Linked DNA regions of Sus scrofa: region 2 is linked to region 1. Evidence: chromatin contacts called from public HiChIP or PLAC-seq data. All regions are on one chromosome and are shown on one strand. Each heading gives the region's core, a stretch centred on a gene start, on an enhancer-like site or on the middle of the called end of the contact. The rest is flanking DNA. Distances are from core to core; before and after follow the strand shown. Region 1 overlaps SIK3 (serine/threonine-protein kinase SIK3). Region 2 overlaps SIK3 (serine/threonine-protein kinase SIK3).

The links. HiChIP or PLAC-seq counts read pairs in DNA pulled down with a chosen protein or histone mark.
Region 2: a contact with region 1 is called in an H3K27ac HiChIP or PLAC-seq map of alveolar macrophages. The contact joins two enhancer-like sites. A contact is called at or near these places in 1 of 47 Hi-C or Micro-C datasets (embryonic fibroblasts) and 1 of 2 datasets of contacts at active chromatin or transcription factors (alveolar macrophages).

What each region holds. Positions count from the first base shown.
Region 1 is chr9:44,263,021-44,265,720 of Sscrofa11.1, forward strand. All of the region lies in intron 7 of SIK3 (serine/threonine-protein kinase SIK3), which reads right to left. Among named protein-coding and RNA genes, the nearest start is that of APOA1, 46 kb to the left of the region's middle. Within about 2 kb of position 1,266, at least 10 of the 83 cell types and tissues checked have an H3K27ac peak or open chromatin away from gene starts, as enhancers often do. A contact at or near this core is called in alveolar macrophages, where this site is marked.
Region 2 is chr9:44,428,361-44,431,130 of Sscrofa11.1, forward strand. All of the region lies in intron 1 of SIK3 (serine/threonine-protein kinase SIK3), which reads right to left. Among named protein-coding and RNA genes, the nearest start is that of SIK3, 42 kb to the right of the region's middle. Within about 2 kb of position 1,396, at least 4 of the 83 cell types and tissues checked have an H3K27ac peak or open chromatin away from gene starts, as enhancers often do. A contact at or near this core is called in alveolar macrophages, where this site is marked.

The DNA of each region.
Region 1 (2,700 bases), core at 16-2,515:
TTCATAATAATTCCTAACACTTATCCAGTACTTATATGCCAGGCAGAGTGCTAAATCCTTTAAGTTATTTTAAGCACTTAATTCACAGACTAATTCTTATTATTATTATAATACCTATTTTATACATAAAGGAATTAAAAAATCAGAGAAGTTAAGAAACTTGACCAGGAGGTTTCCTAGTGGCCTAGTGGTTAAGGATCCAGGGTTGTTACTCCTGTGGCATGGATTTGGTCTCTGGCCCAGGAATTTCTGCATGCTGTGTGTGTGGCAAAAAAGAAAAGGAAAGAAAAGAAAAGAAACTTGAGCAGATAATAAGAGGCAAGACCTGGATACAAATTCTGGTCAGTCTTACTCCAAAGCCAGAGTTTTTCACTCATATAAAACCTGAATTAATTGATGATATTTTAGGTAGTAGCCAGCATATTTTTATAAAACATGGCACATCAATTTCATTCTTCTTCTTTTTTTTTTTTTTTGTCTTTTTGCCATTACCTTGGGCCGCTCCAGCGGCATATGGAGGTTCCCAGGCTAGGGGTCGAATTGGAGCCGTAGCCGCCGGCCTACGCCAGAGCCACAGCAACGCGGGATCCGAGCCGCGTCTGCAACCTACACCACAGCTCACGGCAACGCCGGATCGTTAACCCACTAAGCAAGGGCAGGGACCGAACCCGCAACCTCATGGTTCCTAGTCGGATTCGTTAACCACTGCACCATGATGGGAACTCCCTCATTCTTCTTCTGACAAGAGCAAACACCATGTAATCTCCATAGGGTCCATGATGACAGAGTTCACCCACAAGCCGAGTTCACAGAAAGTGGACTAGGTAATAAATACATGGGAGAAGGCTATGAACTAGCTGGAAAGCAATGTTACGGGGAACAGCCAGTTGGATTAAGATGAACTGAGAAGGCAGGGGCATGACGGTGAGGGTGAAATGCACCGCAAGGGAGTGAGCCTAGCTTATAAATTCTGCTTGTTGCATGGTGATGGAGACTGTGACGGAAGGCTGGCAACGACAGTCTTCTTCATTCAAGGAATCACAGACAGGCAGAGGGGCAGGTGAGAATTCAGGGAACTGGCCCTCAGAATCTTCAGGCTGATCCCGTGAGGGAGGAAATGCCAACTGTCCCTCAAGCCCTTCATGTGTTGCGAAAGTATGGGACATGGCAAAGCAATCATTTTCAGCTCTGTGGGCAGAGGAGTGGTCTGCAAGAAACTGAGTCATAGATTCTTTGTGACCACATAAAACTGCTTAGAGCTGGGGAAACAGAAGACATCTGTGTGCCAGGAGGCATGAGAAGAATGCGAGGAAGAAGCAGTTAGCAGGAGATTCATGTTGCTTACAGGTACTTGGACAGAGGGTCTGGTCTGGTTTCTCACGTCCTCTTTCCACACACCAGTGTGTTCAAAGGTCACTCCCAAGCACCCAGCCCAAGAGCTCTTTATATTCAACAGTTTTACAAACATCTTAATAATGTTTAATTCTGCCAGGCAATTTCAAAGAGGGCTCTATTTTTCTCAAAGCCCAAAAAGCCAAAAAAGGAAACAAAAATAAACTGGCTATTAACTCTCATTTCTATTTCCCTGAAAAATGAACTAACTTCATAAATTTTCAAGTTAAGTAACACTAAAGTCTTACATTTTCCAGAGCAAGGATCCTATATGATGTTATCCATTCACTTTGGCCAGTTCAGGTACCAGTCTAAATTGACACTACTATAGCAGACAAACAGATCAACACTGATGAATGGTCTACAATGACAGTCTCTGGATGGAGAAACATGGCTTTGATGGCAGCCTGTGTTCTGGACTTACAAATGTTTGCGACTCAGAGTTCCTCTTTAATGCTATCTGCCCTTTCCAAAAAAAAAAAAAAAAAAAAAGTCTATCTAATGTCCTGATCCTGTCATAATCATGGCTAATAGAACTAAAAAGAAAGTCAATGAGAAATCATAGGAGTTTTTGCCAAGAAACCTTCTTCTGGTGAAAAGCTCAGAGTTAGGAATACCTACTCTGCTTGTGGACTAAGCCCTAGAAATGAAAATTTTTTAACATGCTCAAGGAAACCCTGTCATTGTCAGCTGTCACTTAGGATGAATCTATTTTATGCAGTGACTACTTTAAAATCTAAACATTATTAGAGAAATGCATGTCAAAACTACAATTTGTTATCTCCTCACACCAGTCAGAATGGCCATCATCAAAAAGTCTATAAACAATAAATGCTGGCGAGGGTGTGGAGAAAAGGGAATCCTCCTACAGTGCTGGTGGGAATGTATTGGCGCAACCACTACGAAGGACAGTATGGAGGTTCCCTAAAAAACTAAATATAGAAATACCATACGACAGCACCTCTAGGCATATATCCAGAGAAAGCTGTAGTTTGAAAAGATACATGTACTCCAATGTTCACTGCAGCACTGTTTACAACAGCCAAGACATGGAAACAACCTAAATGTCCACTGACAGAGGACTGGATAAAGATGTGGTACATAAATAGAAAGGGATATTATTCAGCCATAAAAAAGAATGAAATAATGCCATTTGCAGCAACATGGATGGCCCTATAAATTATCATACTAAGTGAAGTCAGACAGAGAAAGACATGTGTCATATGATATCATTTATATGTGAAATCTAATAAAAATGATACAAAAGAGCTATTTATAAAACAGAAACAAACTCATAAATATCAAAAC
Region 2 (2,770 bases), core at 146-2,645, 170 kb after region 1:
GCCACAACAGGAACGCCGAGAACCTACTCTTTTGATCAAAGGGATTTAAGGCTTGGAGGCAGAGGGGAAGGAAATTGAGGAGGATGACCCTGAAAGCCTCCGTTTACTCAATGAACCAGGATGGCAGCTGTGACTCATTCTGTCACAGCCTACTCACTACTGGGTCTGTTTTAGGCACTGGAGAATCAAAAATTAATCAGGTATGATCTCTGAATTCAAAGAACTCAGCACCTACTAAGAAGGTGGACATTAACCAGAAATGACACAGTTATAATTACCATTACAGGGCAGCACAGCAGTTGAGAACACAGGCACTGGGGCCTGACTGCCTGTGTTCAAATCTGAGTCTTCTACCAAGCAAATGTGTGACTTTGGACAAGTGACTTAACACTCCTCACTTCAATTTTCCCATCTACAAAATGGGGACAATTCTAGGTCCTATTTATTTATCCATCTATCTAACTAACTCATCAGATTGCTCAGTAGACTAGAAAAGTTCACATGTATAAAGTGCTCAGAATGGTGCCTGGCACAAAAACACTCAAATATTTATTGTTACTGTTGTTACTCTCATGACCATTAACTATTTCAGGGAGAACCTAATCTATCTTCAGACTAATGGAAGGTCAGAAAAAGCTTCTCCGAGGAAGTGACATATGAGTCCCAAAGAGGAATCTGAATTAAACACCAAAAGAGAAAACCTGTCAAGCAGAGGAAAGAATATATAAAAGACTCTATGCTAAGAATGGCCCTGGCATATTAACCATCTGAAACAAGGCCAGTGAAGCAGGGGCTCTGAGTGAAGAGAGATGAGGATGGAAAACTAGAAAGAGCATGTTTTTTCTGTTTGTTTGTTTGTTCATTTGTTTTATGGCAGCAACTGTGGCATGTGGAAGTGCCAGGCCAGGAATTGAATCTGAGCCACAGCCTTTAACCCAATGCACTGAGCCAGGGATCGAACCCTCGCCTCCACATCAACCCAAGCCACTGCAGTCAGAGTCTTAACCCACTGTGCCACAGCGGGAACTCCTAGAAACGTCATGTTAAACTTACCATTTAATCTTTATCTGAATAACAAAAGGTATTACACAGGAAATAACAGGTTTGCTAGGTTTTCTTTTTTCTAAGATCACTTTACCGGAGTATGTGGAATCTTCTGTGATAGAAGGAGGGCAACCTGAGCTCAACAAACATGGGTCATTCTAGTGAAGGAGAAATGAAATCAACTACAGACAAGTAAGAAGTCTAGCAAAGAGAATTACAAGCTCAGACGAGGGGGGAATTCATGAATTAGTAATAGAACAAATTAGTATGATTCAATCACTTCTTAAAGCCCTACAGAGGGAACTTGGAAAATGGGCAGTATTGTTCATCCACAGCTGGAGATCTGCATGACATGTGGGAGAGAAGAACAGAGGTGCAGGAGAACTGAGGAGACATATGACTCATTGCAAGTGACCAACTATGGTGTCCATATGGGATAAAGTGATGCCAGGGAGAATGTCAAAAATTTGGAGACAGAGAAGATTTAAGGGACTGGAAGGCTCAGTGAAATCAGAGAATAAGCTCAGCAAATGGCAAACTGGAAAGACAGGAAATTGTGTTCAGAGAGCCAAATTTCCAAATTTATGATTTCAGAGGTGGAAGTCTCACTGGCCATGGTAACAGGCTGCTATAGACAAGTGGAGGGACAGATAGCTGAAACAAAGATCAGGCCAGAATGAGATTAGAATATTGGACAAGAGAGCAACAGGGACACTGAAGGCACATGAGATCGTGGAAGGAGAAAGAGTGAACTATTTACAAGTATTAGAATTAGATTTTCAGTGGCATTCTTAAATATAACAACATAAGGAATGTGTTTTTAAGTATTTGGAATACAACAGGGATGCCTCCACATATTCATTTAGCCAAATAATTTTCAAAGAATTCCCTGGTAGCATAGCCATTCTTGACAAAAGCTCTCAGACGAATAGGAGGAAACTTTCTTAACCTGATTATTTGTCACAACTGGGAGAGCAAGCATCATGGTAATGGTAAAAACTGAAGGTATAGACAAGCCAAAAGCTGGGAGGAAATCTTTCCAACAAATCTCTGAGATAGGACTGGTATCCAAAATGTATAAAGAATTCTTAAAACCCAACAAGAAAAAAAAAAAAATTTAAATGGGCAAAAGAGGGCGTTCCCATCATGGCTCAGCAGTTAACAAACCTAACTGGCATCCATGAGGACCCAGGTTCAATCCCTGGCCTCGCTCAGTGGGCTAAAGGATCTGGTGTTGCTGTGAGCCATGGTGTAGGTTGCAGCCAAGGCTCGGATCCTGCGTTGCTGTGGCTGTGGCAAAGGCCAGCGGCTACAGCTCTGATTCCACCCCTAGCCTGGGAACCTCCATATGCCGTGGGTGCAGCCCTAAAAAGACAAGGAAAAAAAAAAAAAAAAAAAAAAGGGCAAAGGACCTGAACCTCACCAAAGAAGTTACAGAGATAGCAAATATGCATATGAAAAGATGCGCAACTTCATATGCCATTAGTGAACTGCAAATTAAAACACAAGATATCACTACACACCTATTAGAATGGCCAAAATCCAAAATACTGAGAATACCAAATGCTGGCAAAACTGTGAAATAGGAACTCTCATTCATTCCTGGTGGGAATTCAAGATGGTACAATCACTTTGGGATACAGTTTAGCAGTTTCTTACAAAACTAAACATACTTTTACCATACAATCCATTAATCACACTCCATGGTATTTACCCAAATAAGATG